2 separate regions of the Mus musculus genome follow, and region 2 is linked to region 1. Evidence: chromatin contacts called from public promoter capture Hi-C data. All regions are on one chromosome and are shown on one strand. Each heading gives the region's core, a stretch centred on a gene start, on an enhancer-like site or on the middle of the called end of the contact. The rest is flanking DNA. Distances are from core to core; before and after follow the strand shown.

What was found. Promoter capture Hi-C pulls out the DNA fragments that hold promoters and counts their contacts.
Region 2: a promoter capture Hi-C map of hippocampal neurons shows a contact between it and region 1, with 3 times the contacts expected there. The contact joins the promoter of Crygs here to the enhancer-like site in region 1. A contact is called at or near these places in 4 of 39 promoter capture datasets (the 3T3-L1 cell line, hippocampal neurons, liver and 1 more) and 1 of 9 other capture datasets (embryonic stem cells).

Annotation. Positions count from the first base shown.
Region 1 is chr16:22,063,523-22,068,909 of GRCm38.p6, reverse strand. Igf2bp2 (insulin-like growth factor 2 mRNA binding protein 2) reads left to right here. Exons shown (of 16, transcript NM_183029.2): 12 at 651-767; 13 at 3,743-3,817; 14 at 5,197-5,328. Among named protein-coding and RNA genes, the nearest start is that of Senp2, 57 kb to the right of the region's middle. Within about 2 kb of position 1,264, at least 76 of the 459 cell types and tissues checked have an H3K27ac peak or open chromatin away from gene starts, as enhancers often do.
Region 2 is chr16:22,808,044-22,813,583 of GRCm38.p6, reverse strand. It overlaps Crygs (crystallin, gamma S), which reads left to right and starts at 2,174. Exons shown (of 3, transcript NM_009967.2): 1 at 2,174-2,249. The coding sequence starts at 2,229. It overlaps Gm30416 (a long non-coding RNA gene), which reads right to left. Exons shown (of 4, transcript XR_875953.3): 4 at 785-1,440. Tbccd1 (TBCC domain containing 1) reads left to right here. Exons shown (of 8, transcript NM_001081368.2): 8 at 1-370.

The sequences.
Region 1 (5,387 bases), core at 15-2,514:
CCCTCCCTCCCTCCCTCCCTCCCTCCCTCCCTCCCTCTTTCTTTTAGAATAAGTTATTTATTTTATGTATATGAGTACACCATTGCTCTCTTCAGACACACCAGAAGAGGGCATCAGATCCCATTACAGATGGTTGTGAGCCGCCATGTGCTTGCCGGGAATTGAACTCAGGACCTCTGGAAGAGCAGTCGGTGCTCTTAACCTCTGAGCCATCTCTCCAGCCCCAGGACAGTGTTCAGGAATTGTCTCCTTCCACCAGAGATTGAACTCATGTCATCAAGCTTACATGACAAACATTTTTTTTTTTAATCCACTGAGTCACCACAAAATAACCCATTTTGGTTCTTGGAGGAAGGCCCAGGAAGTATATATATCAAATCTGTGTCTGAGAACCCAGGGACAGCCAGCTACATGTGCCCCACAAACATGGGTGGGTGGGTGCTCAGAGGTCCTTGCAGGCTCATGCAATCTTGCTTAGGTTCAACATCACTCCTCAGATTCATCTATAGAGCACCAGGCCACACACTGACATGGCACTTTGGCCATCTCCCCAGATTGCGAGGCCTTCCCATGTTGGGTCTGTTAACCGCACTTGGCTGGGCCATGAGGTGCCAGGTCAGAATGATAGCTGTGTATGTGTTCTTTTCTAGTACCCAGAGCAGGAGACTGTAAGTCTCTTCATCCCAACCCAGGCTGTGGGTGCTATCATCGGGAAGAAGGGGGCACACATCAAACAGCTCGCTCGATTTGCTGGTGCCTCCATCAAGGTAAGATTGTTACTGCCTGTCCCCATGGGCCACCTCCTGTCAGTGCTAGAGAATTCTCACAGCACCTAGAGATGGCCATTCCTGTCAGCTCCCATTCTTCATCTTAGTCCTTTCCTGTTCAATCAAACCAAAGTTAGAAGAAAGAACTAGTAATGACCAAACCTGATCCTCCAAGGGTTGGCACTGTCCCCTCTTCCCGAGAAGATAGAGAAGGCCCACATGAGCAGAATGAGCATCTATGCCTAGCACTCAGCATGTTGATGCTCCTTAGCCCAGGCTTCAAGGACTTACAGACTGTGGGAACGCAAACTGAAGAACTTTCTGGAAAGTGCTGATAAGATCATAGGCAGACAAAGCTGATAGTGTCTCCTGTTAAGAGGCCAGGACTGAGCCAAAGTCTGGGAGAGGGAATTCCCCTTGGTTTGCAACACTGATGTGTGCAGATGTGGCTGCAGCCCATGTTCTGCCCCCTCAGTTGTCAGTGATTGTTTGCCACAGATCTGCCTCAAGCCCAGCTGTTGCTCTGACTCAGCGCGAGGCCGTGACTCCGAAAGCCCCCGTGAAACGCTTCCGGAAATGCTTTTCATTGTTACGGGAAAGAATTTGCTACCATGAGACAACCCAGAGTTATGCCAAGTCTCATGACTTGGAGAGAGAATGCCTACACTTTTCCCCTGAGAGCTGGAGTTTCTCCCACAGCCAAGTGTGACAGGGAAGAAAACCAAAAACAAAGCATTCTGAGTTGTGCATTATGAGGACAGTGGTGGCCCTGGGAAAGATGGCATCTTGCTGTACTCTCAAGCTGCATCCATCTGTGCTTGCAGTTAGGGGTTCACATTTGCACTGGGGGTTAGCTAGCCCACGGTGGGCTGGGCATGATGAGAGTGTGGGGTGCTTTATGCCCGATGGCTTGGCACGTATAATACCCTGGCCTAGATGATGCAGACAGCAAGGATGAGGATGACCATAGTCTGCAGTGCCCAGAGATCTTTCTTAGTGCCTAACGCTGTAGTCTGAGATGGTTAAACACAAAACAAAACAAAACTCTACAGTGAGACAGCTTGGACCGAAGGGCTTTGAGGGTTTCCTTTATTCAAACCTCAGTTTACAGGAAAAAAGCAAGACACAGAGAATAAGGCTCATTGAGACACCTAAGTGGTCAGCCTCAATCTTAGACAGAAATTCCACTGGCCACTAGGATCCTGAGGTCCTGAGGCAGACCAGACCACAGTACCTTCTTGGTCTCCTCAGCAGGTGGAATGACTGCCTGGAGCTACCAGATCCAGATCAACTCTGTTGTTGACTTCTCTTCCTCTTCCTGTACAGAGTTTTTAAGTCAGAGTGTGCTGGGGGTGGAAATGTAACAAGAACCCAACGGGGGCTTGGCCTCTGTGGCTTTCCCTAGCTGCAGAGGGATCCACAACCCCTTTCTTGACTCTAAAGCCAGAACCAGGTGACTGAAGCTGCCTAGTTCTCACGCTTACTGCAACTGGAACTCGGCCCCTCGAGTCATTTCATCAGCTTTCTGTCTTTGATGGTTTTCTTCACTGCTTAAGCCTTTGTCTAATTCCTCTCCACAAGTCCGAAGCTTGGCTGGGTGAGGTCTTGCTCTGAGATCACGATCTTCCTTATTCCATTTAGTATAAGGCTTTTCTTTAAACTTTTATCTCCTTGAACACAATAAATACATAGCTCCACTACACCTCCTGGTGCTCCTATTCTCTTCAGACTGTACATTTTATATTTTTCCTTGGTTGGCTTATGAGAGTGGCCACATGACAGAGTCAGTACTAGGCTGTCTTGAAATCTCTGCCAATGCCATTAATCCAAAATGCTCTAATTTAGCCTCAGATAGATTTTTTTTTCCCCCTAAAATACCACAGGAGTGGTCTCCAGGCCATTTACTGTATTCTTCCCTCTGAAATGTCTTCACCTGGGCCTCCACAGTTCAAATTGCCCTCAGTGCTGTCTTCATGCTCCTATTGGTAATGGCCCCGTAAGCCCTGCATTCAGGTGCATTCAGCTCCTTTCCTAATCCAGAGTAGCAACATTCACATTCCACCACCAAACAGCCGGTCTCAGCCACACTCCGCTCGCGGTACCAACTTCTGTCTTAGTGTTGTGCTCTGAAGAGACACTATGACAACTCATAAAGCATTCAGCTGGGGCTGGCTTTACAGGTTCAGAGGTTTAGTCCATTTCCATCATGGCAAGAAACATGGTAGCACAGCCAGATGTGGTGGTCTGGAGGTCTACATTAGATCCATTGGTAGCAGGAAAGACACTGGGCCTGACCTAGGCTCCTAAAACCCCAAAGCCCACCTCAGTGGCACACTTCCTCCAACAAAGCCACACCTGCTAATCCTTCTAAACTAATGCCACTCCCTAAGCATTCAAATGTATGAACTTCTGGGCCCATTCTTATTCAAACCACCAGATACCTTTAATCAAACTATTGGTGAGGTCTTTGTATTCTCACAGGATTAAAAAGCTTGCTGGCTCCATCTTCCCAATGGGGAAGGAAGTGCATAAGGAGAAAGGTTTGCAGAGCTGTGGCTGGAACCAAGGCAGCCTCTTTTACTGACAGACATACCTGCTCTGCCTTCCTAATCTTTACAGCTGGCTCATGTGTGCTGTGAGTTAGAGCCAGGGTGACCTTTCCTGCAGCTACATAGGGACTGGACAATGCTGCCGACTAACCCTTCCTTCCCTCTAGGCCCTGGGGGTTGCCAGAACCTGTATCTGCTAGGACTTGGATGCAGGGAGAGGCAGTAACTACTGACCTGCTCGGACCTGCTCTGGGCAGCCAATGGCTCAGACTTGATACTGAGAATTAAGGCCATGACTTCCCTAAGACCAGGGCTGAGGCAGCACAACGTCAGACAGGGCATGGGGCTTGAAGGCAGAAGCTTCCTCACCAATTGGTGTGCGCAGGGCTCTGGGCATCCGCACATTCCTCTTTCCTTTGACCGCAGATTGCTCCAGCAGAAGGTCCAGATGTCAGTGAGAGGATGGTCATCATCACTGGTCCTCCTGAAGCCCAGTTTAAGGTCAGTGCCAAGGACCATGTGAGCCCTGCAGGCTCTGGGTCCAGGGCAGACAGCTCAGAGGTGTATTCATTTCTCCTGCTGCTTGTGGGTGTCAGACTCCGGCCTGGTTGCGCATTTCTCTGTGCTCTGCCTTCTCTCCTCAGAAAGGTGGGTCGTCAGTCAGTACCCATTCTGTTGGGCATCTTTGGCTTTTCCAGCTGAGGGGCATTAGCATGCATGCGGAAAAGAAGCCTTATGTAGTAGAAGTTCTGACAGCTCCTAAGGGGATTCTAGCAACATGGGGGAGAGTCCCTTCCTCTGGGAGATTAAAACTTGAATTTCAAGAAGTCAGAAATGTCTATTAATATGTCACAGACAAACAAATGTGGAGTACTATGTGAAAGAATATTATTTTGCCATGAAAGAATGAAGTGTCAGTGCATGCCTAGGGATGGACCTAGACACCTAAGAGTATGTAGGTCGTGCTTCCACGGACATGAAGTGTCTGCAGCAACCTGTAGAAAAAGAAGGGGAACTGGAGGTCGCTGAGGAATGGGAGCAGGAAGGGGTGGGACCAGCTCCTGACTGCTGTGGTGGTGGTTGGGGGTGCAGAGGCAGTCTTAGGGCCTCATACATAGGGGGTAGCAAGCTCTTGACCACTGAGCCATACTCTTAGCCCGCTTCCAGGGTTTTTTTTTTTTTTTTAAGTTTAATACAGGGTCCCACTAGGTTGCTCAGGTTGGCCTTGCTTTATTTTATTTTATTTTTGACCTTGAAATTATTTCCCTCAGCCTCCTGAGATCCTGGGATTCTCAGGTATCGGTAGCTGGTACTACTGATGGGTAATGGGATAGAGCCAGAGTATTACAGAGAGCAATGGTCCCCCAGCACTGACTGCTGCCAATGTACATGCCAAAATGATCTCTTTACTAGCACATGCAGGACCGTGAGTTTGATTCCTAGTGCCACCGTGCCAGGTTCAGACTCACTACATCTGTCACCACCGCGCTCACGGCCTTCAGTAACTGGAGAACTAAGCGCGCAGTGGAGAGGGAGTTATGAAAATCTTAAACCAATGCAACAAAACAAATACTTATAGGCACTGGGAATATGGAAATAAGAATGTAGTTGTGGTGGCTCGCCAGTTGGCCCAACCTGGACACAAATGTTCCCTAGAGGAGGCAACCACAGCCACGAAGCTAGCAGCCCTGTGCAGGTTGCAGAGTGAGGCAATGTATGGCGCCCCTGGCTCTGCGGGAACCTGGGCAGGTGTGCTCGGAGGGAGGACGGCATCCATCACGGAGTCTCCCAGCGCCCCCTTGCACTGGCAAAGTGGCGCAGCCCTCTTTGGTGGCTAGCCCAGTCACCGGCTTCTTCTCAGCAACGGATCTTGTTCTCAGGCTCAGGGACGGATCTTTGGGAAACTGAAGGAAGAAAACTTCTTTAATCCCAAAGAAGAAGTGAAGCTGGAGGCCCACATCCGAGTCCCCTCGTCGACCGCTGGCCGGGTGATTGGCAAGGGCGGGAAAACCGTAAGTTGGCTCCTGATTCCCTGCCCTGGCTGTGCCTGATTTCTCTCAGATCCTCGCTG
Region 2 (5,540 bases), core at 925-3,424, 740 kb before region 1:
TCAGCAGGCAGAGGCAGGCAGATCTCTGCAAGTTCCAGGCCAGCCTGCTCTACATGGTGAGGATCCTGTGTCTCAGAAACAAGCAAACAAGCACACACAAAAGAAAGGAAGGAAAAGAAAGAACAGTTGTGTGGTTCTTTGTAACTTGCTACTCTCTTTTTAAAAAGAGTGACAGAATGGTCAGTTGGTGCATAAATATGGCAGAGATAGTTTTATAAAACGGTACTTTAGGCCTTAACATATAAAACACATGAAATTGTATAAATTGTTTTATTATTTTCTGCTTTAAATTTCAATAAACTCTAAAAAGTAACTTTTTCTCCTTTGGTTTCACTTTTAATCTTAATAAAAGGTTTCTGCTGTTACTCTTTTACTGTGCCAGAGTTGGTTTTTGTGGCTGGGAAGCCCTGGTTGAAGATGGGTAAGTGAGATGAGTCCAGTCAGCAACACAGGTTATTTAACTAGTAGTTATCACAGAGCAGCCACTAACATGAGTTACTTAACTAGTAGTTGTCACCACAGCGCAGCCGCTCTTAGTCCTCAGGTAAAATTAACTCTCTCAATGCTTGTTAAGCCTTTGACGCTTTGGTAGTTTTTACTTCAGCATGAAATTGGAGTAAGCAAAGCATGACCAAATGAAGACCCATGGGTGATGGCATTAAAGGGTTCTGATACTTTAAAGTGCGTAAAACTGAGGGAGCAAATGCCGTCTGTGGTTTGTTATTCGCTTCTCATTAATCAACATGTCAAGGCACATGTTTACAGATTTATTTTTAATATTATTAAGTGCATAAATGTGTGTGTGTGTGCGCACGCGAGAGAGAGCGTGCGTCAGGGCTCCTAGAGCTGTAGCTGTGAGCTCCTCTGGGGCTGCTGCTTCTGCTGCAGACTGAAGTCCAGTCCTCCACAGAAGCAGGAGGTGCCCCTAACTGCTGAGCTCTCCAGCCCCTAGACCTGCCCTTTCTAAGCTGAACACTCCTGTGGGTACCACATTTATAAAGATAACCGTGGAGATCTCTTGGAGATTTGTTTGTGGAGAGGTGAAGTGGTAAAGTTGGACTTCAAAGAAGACTGAGCTTGGCTGGCAAAGCTAAGGGGGGGGGGGGGGAGTTGACGTCGTGTTTCTCTGAGCTTGTATAAAAAGTCTTCATCTCATTCCCAAAGCTAGGGATGAGACATTTGCTTGCCCAGGGTAATGGGCAGAGAGAGCATAGGCTCAGAAAGTTCTGGAGTCTCAAGGCAGCTTTCTGTCCCTGTGTACACGACACTCCTCTTGTGAGTCATGATAACTGAATGGCATTTGCAAGGATAGGTGAGCTGACCTTGGAAAGGCAAATCTGTGATTCCTGAAGACTGAAGGACAGTCGCCATGACCTTGAAGCCAGCCTCAACTGCACAGTGGATTCCAGGCCAACCAGAGATGCATAACATATTAAGACTCTTTAAGGAAAAACAACAGCAAACAAACAAGAAAAACGGGAGGGAGGGAGGGAGGGAGGTTAGGTCACTGAACTCCTGCATGCTCTGTGAGTAGAGCACCCAGTTGCTACCATTTGCCATACTTGGACTTCTGCTCTCTATCATTGTCTTTAAAGCTTAGGAGTAGTCTCCGACATTATCTTACTCCTAAACATACTAGCATGCACCTATCAAAAACAGACATTTTTCTTACCTAGTTTTATGGCAGTAATCAAATTTGAGTCAAACATTGATATATCTAACATAATCCACACTTAAATGTTTTTTGTAGTGACTCCCAACCCCCACCCCCATGAGCACTCATGACCCTTAGTTCTTAGTGAATTTGTTTACCCAGAAATCAAGGATGGTCTTTGGTTTCTTCTGCAGGCCCTCTGTTGAATAAAACAATGTTAGGAATGTCCAAGAGGTCATTGGCTGAGAAAACAAACTGCACAGAGAAAATCTTGGTTTTGAATTTTTTAAACGTTTGGCTGGGTTTTGGGTGCCTTGATTCAGCAGAGCCTACAATGCAGTAGGGCTGGGCGAGCATTACAGGGGCCACAGAGCTCTCCTTTATTTCATAATCCCAATTGTTTTTCTAGCAACCATCAATAGACTCTAAATGACTGACTCAAATTTTGGATCCAATTCTCATGACTAAGCAGATGTTTGATTTGAACTGCCCTCTATAAATGTCCCTCTGCCTGTAGTCCTGGAGCTGCCCTGGATCTCTCTCAGTAGTGCGGGAATCAACCTTTGCACATACAATGTCTAAAACTGGAGGCAAGGTAAGTAACTGTTTCTCATCCAGGGGCACGTTCAAAGCAGAGCTGTTGCTTCACTGCCCTGAGATGAGTAAACTAGTGCTTGAGGGACAATCCTGGGGAGAGAAGATGGAAAAGGCTTGTTTTCTAGTCAAATAGAATCATCTAACACCACGTTAAAGAGTTACTGTTAGTGATGGATGCTGTGCTAGGTACTACATGAACCGTTGCAAGGGCTGCCTTCCGGCAGCTGGAGATGTAAATCTCACAGGAGTGGAACATGGCAAAGACTACAGTAGAAAACATCAGTAGTCAGCATTCTTTTCTCGGTAATTTAGCCTCACATGCTACTGTTCCAAAAGGCCAGCGGAGAGGCCAGGCCAGTGAACTAAATCTTACAGCACTTCTGCATTCAAGTGGTTCTTGTTTCTAGGCAGAATCTTCACCAACGTTTGACCCAACTGCTTGTCGGAAGGTGATTGCTCAGGGGGTTTGCTTCTGTAGTAGTCAATAACTCTGGAGGGCCGAGGCACTGTGCAGTGCCTGATCCCCCCACTGGGCCCCGCCAACTCTTTGCTTTTAGATTTACTAATCTTGGAAGACTTAAGAGAAATATGCAGTGAATCCAATTGTTAACATTTGGTGAATCTCCATTGTACCATTTGAAAAGTAGCTGACTTCATTGCATTGATGACAGATATTTAAATACGTATCTCCTAAAGACAAAGTTCCCCCCCCCCTTGAATAAACAGATCCCCGACATCCAGATCATACTTCGCCTCTCCAGTTGACCCCAGAAGTGTGGGTGATAGAGCACGTACGGTCACATGGTGTGGGTGATAGAGCACGTACGGTCACATGGTGTGGGTGATAGAGCATGTACGGTCACATGGTACATGCAGTTAGTTGATTATTTGTCTTTGCTCCGGGTCTTTCCCTCTCCTGAGCCTGTACCACAGAGTCTTCAGCTTTTGTTGTTCCTGAGACATGGACACTTTACAAAGCTCAGGCCAGGTGGGTTGAAGAAACCCCATCTAGATTCATCTTACGGTTTCCTCATCTTTAGACTGTGGCTAGCAAGAAGTTATGCAGGTGATACTGTATGCTTTCCAGTGCATGGGGTTAGGAGGTGGCTGTTAACCTAAGGTTCTGTGCCTGAGCACTTTTTCCTCAGTTGACAGATACAGCACACATCCAGACAGACAGATGTCCAGTGCTGTAATATACATCACTTGGTCCTACTGAAAAGTCTGAAGAGCCTTGAGGGAAGGCTGATGCATAGACATCATGTAAATAAATACCCGTTCTTTCTCTCTACCCTTCTGTTCTCACCATCTTGTCACTGGATTGATCAGCGGCACCATGGGCTCAGCAAGAACAACAGGTTTTGTTAGGCATATTTTCATTAACCACTGAGATAATCGAGATATTTTTCTTTCTGCTTGGGTTGGTAGGCTATTTTTCAAAACTAAATGTGACAGGGATTTTATAGTGATTTCTAGGAAAACCAGCATTTGATGTTGATTTTTTTTCTCTTCCAAATTTTATGTGAAAAGACCACAATCTCTCCATTGGCTATAGAATGGATGGATATAGACTGGATGGCTTCCACATTTCTTTTATAAGTAGGAATTGTGCATAGATGGAGCAGCCTTCATCCGCTGAACAGAGAGTTTGGGCTGGAGCCCAGAAACGACTCCATTAAGAACAAATGCACACTTGGTTTGACATGGAATGGCTGGCTAGCCTGGGAAGGTATCCAACATGGTGGCCCTGTGCATATTTCATGTCCCGGACATTGGTATAAGGCAAATGTGCAGATGAGGCATAAATGTTGGGAATCAATGAACTAAAACACATCCCATATTTTCTTTAGCTCTCACAAAATCATTTTTGGCTCAAAAGTCAATTCAGCATAGAGATGAAGTCCTGTAGAACCTGTCCGTTCTTGGAGAAGTTACTGGATTTTCTTGAAGATCCCTTCATCAGTCACAATACAAAGGCTCATGAGTGCAGGGCCAGTCCCACCAAGTGTTCAGAGAGCAAATGCTGCCTTGTTAAGTCACATCATGTGGGTGGGAAGATGGAAGAAAGAGAAAATGGCCCACATAAACTCGACACTCTACAGGCTATAGCTATCCTTGAATAGGTAGTGGCCTTTGGAAATTATCTCTGTCCGTAACAATGAGAACAGCTTGCTCTTTAAAGTATTAATCCTTGGCTGCCTAAATATGACCTGCACAAGGACAACATTAACAGACATGCTAAGGTGAAAGGAGGAGAGCTCAGGGGACCTCAGCCCTAACCAAAGAATTACAGGCAACTAAGGAATTCGGAGAGCAGAAGAAACAGGCTGCCCCAGAGAAGAGCACGCCAGTTGGTTACCCAGTACCAAACAGCCCTGAAAACACTTAACATACAGACTAAACCAGATGTATTTTAAATGGTTTTTCAAATGTGTTTCACAGTTTTGCACATGGGTAAAATGTACTTTGGTCACATTCATCTCCCATTCTCCCATTCCTCTTCCACGCCCAGCAAGCCTCTTTCCTGTATCCCGCTTCCTAGCTTTGTGTAGGGTGTGCTAAGGTGTGTGTGTGTGTGTGTGTGTGTGTGTGTCTGTCTGTCTGTCTGTCTGTCTGTGTGTGTGTGTGCCCCATTGCATGTCATTAGGGTTTCTTGCCTGAGCATGGCTGTGAGTTATTTACTTGAGCAAGACAGCTTGGAGGGGTGGTTCTCAACCTGTGGTGATCACAGATACCATGTATATCAACTATTTGCATTCCGATTCATAACAGTAGCACAGTTACAGTTACAAAGTTAGCAACAAGATGATTTAAAGGATGAAGGTCACCACAACATGAGGAACTGTATCAAATCTTCAGAGCATTAGGAATGATGAGAACCAATGTCTTCTCCACCCAGAAATATGACTCTCCCTTTCCCAGGATCCATTTAATTGCCTGTAGCTCCTCCAGCTGGGTAAGCCCCTTCTTCATTGGCAATTTTGAGTCAAGTATTATACTTGACTACTATTTTACCCTCAGGCCACCCTCTGTAGAAAGGCACTGTTACTTTGTTTTGCAGATTTGGAAGGCTCGATGCTCTGTTCAAAGTCACATAGCTAGTAAGCGGTGCTGGAATTTTTTCCCTCTCATCTGTAAACAGGTATCATATACCTCTAACTCACCTGTGCTAAACTGAGCGAGGGAGCAGAAAAACAAAATTGAAGAGAGGAAATGAAATGAGTGTGTGTGTGTGTGTGTGTGTGGTTTTGTTTGGTTTTTTTAGGGAACAGGAAATAGAGGTGAGAGA